Linked DNA regions of Mus musculus: region 1 is linked to region 2. A link is a contact called in public Hi-C data. All regions are on one chromosome and are shown on one strand. Each heading gives the region's core, a stretch centred on a gene start, on an enhancer-like site or on the middle of the called end of the contact. The rest is flanking DNA. Distances are from core to core; before and after follow the strand shown. Region 1 overlaps Fbxo9 (f-box protein 9). Region 2 has its middle 18 kb from the start of Gm23609.

Region 1 (4,575 bases), core at 1,604-4,103, 74 kb after region 2:
AGCATAGAAAAACTCAAGGCCCCAATGTGGTCGGCTGCTTTTAAGGAAGAAATTGTTACCCCAACTTTTGAAAACAGTCACAGCATCACCCCATGTGGGTACTGCCTCAGCAGGATCACACTGCCTCCCTGCTCCCCACTCAAGGACCTGGCTTTCGGGGAGGGGCGTCTATCCTCAGGACCCCACAGGACCAGCTCAGGGGGTCCATTAAGACTGCAGGCACCCGGGCTTGCTTCCTTTGCTGTCTCTCCCATCCCCCTCCCAAGGCCTTGACCCTAGAGGTGCCTTTCAAAAAGGGTCCCGAAGAGTAATCGCTACTTCTCCTGCGAAAGACGGCCACTGCTAATAGAATCACGGATATTATTTCTGGGTAACTTTCTAGAAAGGTGTCTCATGGATGTCTTAACAATATTCTGCAGTGCTCTGCTTCCAGACTTCTAACATGTTACACTCGTGCCTGACCTGCAGAATCCCTAGCTGCGTCCATCCTACTAAACTACATGTGCCAAGTAAGCAAGCCTCATACAGCTCAGAAGTCAATATTAGCTTAGTTGCAGTAATTTTTGAGTTTAATACATATAGATTTATCTCATCCCCTCATTTCCCTGTTATTTCCTTAGATTTAATTTCCTGGTCAGTTGCTGTATCAAAAGGGAGTGTATACTTCTAATTTTGATCCACATTGCTCATGTATCCTCCAGAAAAATAAAGGTCGGTTATAATCTCAAGTGTAACGTGTGTTTTCACAGTCCAGACAAAAATGGACATCATTCAATAAATTATTAATTCGTTGAGTTGTGGTTAAATTATTAATGAGACATATTACCTCTTCAAATATTTAACAGCCATTCATATTTTTCCACTAACTGTCTGCTCACCTCTCTCTACCTTGTATTCCTCTAATTCATGCACAGTCTATCCACTTACGATTCTAACCCTTTGCTAACATAGCAAGCAGTTGTTCTAGCTATTTCTTTCAATTTTATGTTTTAAACAGGCTTTGAACTTCAAATGATCAAATCTCAAACTTGTTCATTAAGTTATGTGTTCTGACTTGCATATTACTTTTAAATATCTTACACCTACATTCTTGGACCAAAACAACAGTTGGGTGAGTAAAATCACCTGCTGCCGAGCCTACTGACCTGACCTGAGAGCCACGTGCTAGAAGGAAAGGAACGACTCCCATCAATTGTTCTCTGACCTCCCTACAAGCACTGTGGCACATGAGTCCATGAACTCACATGCACACACAAGTAAACGAATGTAAAAAATTAATATAAACATTTAATTTCATATTTTTACAGAAAAAATATGGTTTAAGTATGTTATAAAGAATATCGGGGGCTGGAGAGATGGCTCAACAGTAAGAGCACTGACTGCTCTTCCAGAGGTCCTGAGTTCAATTCCCAGCAACCACATGGTGGCTCACAACCACCTGTAATAGGATTTGATCCCCTCTTCTAGTGTATCTGAAGACAGCTATAATTGTACTCATATGCATAAAAATAAATAAATAAACAAATCTTTATTAAAAAAAAACCCAAAGTCCAAACTAGGACATGATAGTGCATGCCTTTAATCCCAGCACTCAGAGGCAGAGGCAAGAGATCAAGGCCACTCTGTTCTACAGAGTGAGTTCTGGGAAAGCCAGGGCTGTTTCAAAGCAACAAAACCCCCAAACCAACCAAAAACCATTAACAAATCAAAAACAACAACCAACAAAAAATATAAACAAAACAAAAACAACAAAACATCAACCAACAAAAAACATAAACAACAAAAAACAAAAAACCAACCAAAAAAACCACAAACAAAAGACTATGCAAGCTCAGCTAAATTCCATGCAAATAAGAGCTGACAAGAGCTCCCAACGGTGACCAACTTCTCACGGTGTAAGAACTCAACACAGAACTGAAGACACTTGCCTGCAGGTCTCTCTCAGCCGGACTCTCATTTCCTTCATCGCCTACTCTGTCAGCATCAGAATGACAATCTTCCTCCGCTTCTGCCTGAGAAGAACAAACCAGAACAGGGTCCAAAACTGGTAAACACTAGTTTCCCTCTGTGATCGTCTCAGTCAATTGTTAACTAATACCACACCTCTGAGTTTGTGGAACCCACTTTGAATATCAAGGCTGCACAAAGTTCAAGTTCGGAGGCTGAGATGTTTCACGTCAATGAAATACAATTCCTTCTCTCTGGGTATCCACTTTGGTTAAGTTTAAATGATACCAATACAAAGAGAATTTGTGCTTTAACTTTTATAATACTGTAGAATCAATTCTGCACCTCTAGGTGACCCAGGCTTGGTTCCCAGCACCCACACGGTGGCATACAATCATGTTATCTCAGTCAGGCATGGTATTCCATGCCTTTAATTTCCACACTCAGGAGAGAGGCAGGCTGCATCTGAGTTCAAGGCCAGCTTGGTCTACATAGTGAGTTCCAAGTGAAGGAATGCAGTGAAACCTTGTCTTAAGGAAAGGAAGGAAGGAAGGAAAAGAAAAAGTCAGCCCTTCTCTTTTTCCCTATTAAGGAATTGAGTCTAGAGCTTTGTACATGTAAACAAGAAGTCTAACAGAGCCACTGAGATATATGCCGACCAAACTCACCTCCTCTATTTTATCTCTATTATAAACCCAATCTTTTACACTGGCGTGGTTTAACGTGGAATAAAGGTGGGCTGAACAGTGAGTGGCTTTGGGCTTAATAAACGTTTCCGTTTACTATCACCATCGAATCCTTTTAGTCTCAGTACATTAAGTGACTAAAATGAATCCTCAGGAAAATAAAGTATTGCCTGGTTCAGTCTGTTAGCTAATAACTTATCAGCACGGGCAGCTTGCTCAACACTCAGTGTGGTCACTCCTACACAGAAATGGCAATGAGGAAATGACCCTGGCAGTTAGCTAGGACTAATAACAAATGGATTTTATTGCCTCTGGTCTCTACACACATATGCAGAAAGGTACATGTGTAGTTTCATACACACATGTACCTGCACACACAGGAAACACATATCCATACCACTGTCACCCCTCCCCACAAAAAAAAAAAAAAAAGAAAGAAAAGCCCCAAAGGCAATTATTCTATCTAGTTCCAAAGACAGTAACTTTTCTATTAGCAAATTTTGGCTGTAAGTTATTTCCAGGAGAGGAAAGGTTTTGCCACCACAGATCTCCGAGTACAGCAACCAAACACTCTTGTACCACATAAGTGTAACATAAACAAACTCTGCTCATACCTTATCTCTGGCAACCAGACCCAAAGCAGGGAGCCCGTAAAACTTGACTAGCTGGGACAGAGTAAGATCCTTGCTGCTCTGTAAAGTTACTCCAGGGAAGACATAAGTCAGAGAAGCATTTGTTCTAAGCCAGGAGTCTGGGTTTGGACAAAGGGCTTAGACTGCTCTTCCCCAAAGGATCCCCGTGTAAACAGAGGTCCTCAGGTTGGCGTTCCTGGATGTTGGGAGAACCCGTAGGATCTGGCCTGATGGGTGGAGAACAGTTCCTGCCATGATGTGCTGTTGTGTGGGAGGTGCAAAGCAAGGGGGCCACCTGGATCCCGGAGTTGATCCTCCAGATCATGAGCCAAAGCGAACTCTGTATGCATGATCTCAGGCATTTTGTTGTAATGAGAAACTGATCTACTAGGAAATATGAGAGGGAGACTGTGAAATGCATGGATCCCACTGAGATGTATACATCTAAGAGTCTGAGTTATCACTGCAAATCCTAAATAGAGCTAATAAGAGAGGACCCGAGTCCCACGGAGTACAGCCCTCTTGCTGTTGTCGGGCAGTCGGACTAAGCTAGCCTGATCTGAAGAGCTTCCCGGCTCTAATGGGTTAGTGCTACTCAGTGTGCTGCTTGCTCTTCTGGGCCTGGATTGCCTTCTTCCTTGCTTAGCTGCATCTACTTCAACATTCAGTCAGCAGCATTTTCCAACTGTTTTCTGTCACCTTACAAATACATTCTTATTGAAATCACTTGTCTCCCTCAGTAGAAAGAGTGTATCGAAGGCAGAGAGCACATCTTTGTCACAGCTGGTACGTTTAGGACCAAAAGCACCACATGATTTTGGGTAAAAAAAAAAAAAAAAAAACCAGCATCATTAGTTTTTGTTAGTTGAAACAGGGTCTCATTGTGTATAGCCTAGGCTGGACTGAAACTCGATATGTAGACCAGGCTGGCCTTGAATTTGCAGTGATTTTCCTGCCTCAGACTCTCATGTGCTAGGAGGAATTTGAGTGTGAGCACTATACTGGGATCTCTTTCTTTGGAGAGACATCTGTGAGCTGGAGAGATGGTTCAGCAGTTGAGGGCTGGATAGTCTTCCAGGGGACCTGAGTTTGGTTCCCAGCATTCGTGTCCAGCAGCACACTGGAATTCTCTTTCTGGCCTCTGTGGGCACCTGCACATACACGGCATGGTGTCTCAGTTAGGGTCACTACTGCTGTGATGAAACACCATGACCGAAAGCAACTTGGGGAAGAAATGGTTTACTTGGCTTACATTCCCACATCACTACTCATCACTGAGGAAATCAGGGCAGGAACTCAAACAGGACACA
Region 2 (4,813 bases), core at 93-2,592:
CACACACACACACACACACACATATGCACACAATCACACATATTTTCCAAAATGTAGAGTATTGCCAGACCTAGTGGCACAGACCTATATAGTCTTAGCACCCAGGAAGCTGAAGCAGGAGGAATGCCTTGAGTTTGAAACCAACCTGGGCTTCATAGTAAATCTGAGGTCAACCTGGGCTTCATAGTAAATCTAAGGTTAACCTGGAATACATAGTAAGACCTTGTCTCAAAAAACAAGAGGGCTAGAGAGATGACTTGGCTTTCACTATGTGAATCATATTTTTGTATATGTAGTTTATAAACATGTGTGTGCGTGCATGCATGCTCACGGGAGCCAAGGAGAATACAGGCTGTTCTGCTCTATCTTTTTCTGCCTTATTCTTTAGAGAGAGAGTATCTCACTGAACCTGGATCTAGGCTGAGGACCAGGAAACCCCAGTGATCCTCTCGTCTCTGACCCTCAAAGCACCTGGGTGGTCAGAAGGTACTGCTTTGTGCATGGGTATTGGGCCCTCGGGTCCTCGTGCCTGCAGAGCAAGCCCTGTGACTCACTAAGCCATCTCTTCAGCCCAATGAATTATATCTTAATAAGTCTGACTTTGCAACTGATGGTGATGACTCCCACCTCTCTCTCTCATCTCAGAGCTGGGGTGGCTAAGGCAGGAGAATTGCCATGAGTTCAAAGGCCAACCTGGATGACAAGGTACAACCTTGTCTCAAAAAACAAACAAACAAACAAACAAACAAACAAACAAAAAGGCAAAACAACATCAAAGACCCAAAATGAAATCACCTTGACATTTTACAACTAGAAGGAAGCCCAGAGCTAAGGAAGGATTACAGTTTGGGTGGGGGGTGGGGGACCCTTCAGCGCATGCGGGAAAGCCTGTGACCCTGAAGCTCAGTTGTCCTCTTTCCTTGGTGTGGCTCTGTTGTGCACCCCTGCTGCAGTAGTGTTCCTGAGCTGGGTCCTCCCTGCCCTTTTGTATCATCTGCCCTTGGAAAGACAGCCTTCATTCTGGAATCGCAATACTGGTTTAACCAGGACGGTCTGTTCTAGGACAAAGCAGGCTAGAGCTCTTTGAGTTTTGATATAGCATCCGATTTTACCAAAGGAGAGGAACAGCAAGTGGTAAGACTTGCTTGCAATCTGGTAAGATTGATGGGGAAACACACTGCGTGGGTTAATGGGCAACTAAGCCCTTCCCTGCTAGCACCCTAGCTTGTGAGAATTCTCTTCAGATTTCCATTTTAGCAAATTGTGTCATCCTCCCCCAAGAGGCTGGGACCCTGAACTCTCCAGGTCACCCATCAAATTTAGGGCAGTTACCTAACCGTGGCCTGTTTATTTCACCCTGGAGCACAGTCCCCTTGTTGAGTTGTCCTTTGCGGATCAAAGTGCATCTGCTAAAACTAATTGATTAGCAAATAACAAATCGTCTTATCTTCCCATGTATACCTAGAGCCCCGGTTTCAGTTTTCAACTTATTAATAATATGATGCGTGTGAGTCTGGCTTTCTAAGGGTTGATGACCGATAGGCAACATGGAGCGAACAGATGGTCAGCTACTGGGAATGAGGTGGAAACTCAGAGGTGAAGATGAACAGACAGGCATAAACATTGGCTTATCAAAGTCACCTTCGTATTACACTGATTGATCAGCAAACTGGATTCAGTTTGTCAGGCACTGGCAGAGCAATGCCAATCACACAAGGTCGAGGAATCAGGAGACTAAGGAAGGTCATGGAAGGGAGACAGGATAGCAGTCTAAAGGTGAACCACCTAGCTATCAGCTGTCTAAGGAAAAGCGTTCTAGGTGAAGGGAACAACCAGCCCAAAGGCTCGGGACATGGCAGGCCTGTTTGAGTCTCGAGGCAGAGTGCAAGCCAGTGAGCGCTACTGAGATAGAGCACGGCCAGAGATAGGGTCGAAGATGACAAGTGTAGAGGGCATTGGCAGGATCAAGTAGAGCTGCCGAAGCCATTAGAGCAAATGGTTCTCAATCTGTGGGTCTCGAACCTCCCAAAGGTCCAATCTTAGATATTTACACTATGATTCCCAACCGTTGCAAAAATCAGTTACAAAGTAGCAATGAAAATAATTTTATGGCTTGGGGGGGGGGGGCCACCGCTACATGAGGAGCTGTACTAAAGGGTGGCGGCGTAAGGAGGTTTAGACCCCACTGCTTTAGTGAAACTTTGCTCCAAGTGAAGGAGATGGAGGCCTTTAACCTGGTTTCCATTTAAAGGGGTTTTTATAGCTGCTGTTTGAGAGATGACTAGCCAGCCAGGGGGAAGCTGTAAGAGAGAATTTATGCAGTAATGTCTGCAGCTTGATGGGGTGAGGTGGGTAAGAAGTGGATGCCTGCTGGAGAAATTGTTCAGAGAAGAGACCTGACAGGAAAGAGACCTGGGAAGAAAGGCGCCTGCCTACAGGGAGCCTGAAAGAGGCTCTGGTCTCTGGAAGCTGAGGTGGAAGAGGGGAACTAGGATTGTCAATATGGAATGAGTGTTTTCCACTAGAGTCCCGATGGGGAGCAGAGGTGCTTGGATCTCTGCTTTTACTATATTTTAAAGGTATACTTAGGATTTCTATTCGATTATCTTTTATTTTGTTTTATTTGAGACAGACCCTCTTTCTGTAGCCCTGACTGGCCTGGGACTCATCATGTAGACTAATGTGGCCTGGAACTTGCAACAATCATCTATCTCTTGAGTCCCAAGGTTGCAGGCATGCTCCACCCCGTGCCACAAGACAGTTTAGGTACAGAAATAACCCTAGGAGACCATTTAAAAGTTTGATCGATGAGAATTTCACATCCCATCACCAGGACGTAAGGTCAGACCTGAGCCCTCCACCTCTGTGCCACAACCTTCATTTTAGGTGTATGGCCTTCCCAAGAGAGACAACGTCCTCCGTGTAACCACCCCACCAACCAGGGTCTGGATCCAGAAGCCTTGGGCACTGCTGACAGAGACTGGGTGCTCACAGGTCCCCCACTTGAACTCAGTGGAACTTCCATATTGACCTCTCCTGAGTCAAGTGTGCTAGCCACCGCCAGCAAAGATGCACCATGCTCCAGTTCCTCCCACAGGAACTGGGTCAGTCAGGAGAGACCCCATTCTGTTCCTGCCTGACCCTGGACCAGACGGGGGTGCCTACTGGTCAGCCTGATCCCAAGCCCACAGCTGACCAATATTTTCCACCCTGCAGCATCCACAATGAGGGTCCATTTGTCAAATCGTACCAAGGCTCTAGCCGCTTGTGCAAATAGACAGAAAGGAAAGCGGTCTGAAGCGTGAACTGTGGTAACTGTGTGTGGTACAGAGCCCAGGAAGGGACAGGTGATCCAGAACTGTCTATAGAAAGTTCCCACAGTGACAAAGAAAATCTGTTGCCAGCTCTTGTGTTAGGATAATATTTACATTTTTCAAACCGCTGCCAAACTCAAAGTAAGACTATTTCAGGACACACAGAAAATATGTGGCATTCAAGTTTAAGTGCCCACAAAGAATTTTTTGTTGAATCAGGTCACACTCTTCATTTATGAGCTGCATATGGTTTTCTTGCCCCAAGAAAGTAGGTAAGAAGTTTCAATGGGAGTCAGAGATGCACCCTGTAGAAGACATGCTGAGAGTGGGTGAGGTTCCATTCATGTTCAGCACCAGATAGATAGGTAGGTAGATAGGTAGGTAGGTAGGTAGGTAGATAGATAGATAGATAGATAGATAGATAGATAGATAGATAGATAGATAGATAGATAGACAGACAGACAGACAGACAGACAGACAGATAGATAGATAGATAGATAACAACATAGATAATATAGATAACATATCCAGACCTTCTACACTTTGACAATAGAGTTCTTTCTTTAGAGAGCAGTTCCCCCAGGCTTCCCTCGTCTGCCCTTTGTGCTTCTGTCTTTGTTCTACTCAACCTTCCTACCTGGTTCTTTCCCCTCCACAAACATCCTCTAGTGTGGACCCATTCTAGGATGACCGGGTCCTGCACATTTTCTAATTCTAAGAACTCTCTCCATCTTTAAAACAACTTGGGTACTAGAAACCAAATTTGGGTCCTCCGTAAGAGCAGCCAGGGCCCTTCACTCCCAAGTCACTTCTCCAACCTGTCTTCTAATCCATAACTTCTCACCCTTCCAAACAGACCTTCAGACTCTCGCCACCCTAGGGGATCTAGTGAAGGGTCTCCTGTTAAAATATACTCGTCCAGGGAGGGACATGATTCTTTTAGCAGACAGAGAAGAGGTTGTCCAAGAGGGCAGGCAGTGTAGTAATCAAATTCTGGGCGTGGCTCTCCTGGAATGTTGGGTTTGTGTTGATTACTAGATGCGGAGAGGCCTGAAGAGCAGCTGGACAGTGAATTGGGAACCTCTGTAGAGGGACAGAGATAGAAGTTGTTCTGGACAGTTCTATAATTGTCTGGGAAGAGGATCCTCAGTTGAGAAAATGCCTCCGTTAGACAGGCTGTAAGGCAGCCTATAGGCATTTTCTTAATTAATGACTAATGTTGAAGGGCCCTTCCCATTTTGAGTGGGAACCACATGGGCTGGTGGTCCTGGGTTCTATAAGAAAGAAGTCTGAGCAAGCCATGAGGAACAAGCCAGTAAGTAGCATCCCTCCACAACCTCTGCATCCGCTCCTGCCTGCAGGTTCCTGCTCAGATGGAGTTCCTGCCTTGGCTTCCCTCGATGGATTCAGGATAGGTAAACCAAATAAACCCTCTCCTCCTCAAGTTGCTTTTGGTCATGGTGCTTCACCACAGCAATAGTAACACTGACGGAGACAGA

The links. A called contact is a pair of places that touch in the nucleus more often than the background predicts.
Region 1: a contact with region 2 is called in a Hi-C map of liver, with 2.8 times the contacts expected there. The contact joins two enhancer-like sites. A contact is called at or near these places in 6 of 39 promoter capture datasets (the 3T3-L1 cell line, the C10 cell line, HPC-7-derived erythroid cells and 3 more), 2 of 15 datasets of contacts at CTCF or cohesin (the G1E-ER4 cell line and embryonic stem cells), 5 of 484 Hi-C or Micro-C datasets (the G1E-ER4 cell line, embryonic stem cells and liver), 3 of 115 datasets of contacts at active chromatin or transcription factors (embryonic stem cells and trophoblast stem cells) and 2 of 9 other capture datasets (adipose tissue and pancreatic islet).

Annotation. Positions count from the first base shown.
Region 1 is chr9:78,102,343-78,106,917 of GRCm38.p6, forward strand. Fbxo9 (f-box protein 9) reads right to left here. Exons shown (of 13, transcript NM_023605.2): 2 at 1,929-2,012. Among named protein-coding and RNA genes, the nearest start is that of Fbxo9, 4.0 kb to the right of the region's middle. Within about 2 kb of position 2,854, at least 35 of the 459 cell types and tissues checked have an H3K27ac peak or open chromatin away from gene starts, as enhancers often do. A contact at or near this core is called in liver, where this site is marked.
Region 2 is chr9:78,029,684-78,034,496 of GRCm38.p6, forward strand. No RefSeq gene overlaps it. Among named protein-coding and RNA genes, the nearest start is that of Gm23609, 18 kb to the left of the region's middle. Within about 2 kb of position 1,343, at least 3 of the 459 cell types and tissues checked have an H3K27ac peak or open chromatin away from gene starts, as enhancers often do. A contact at or near this core is called in liver, where this site is marked.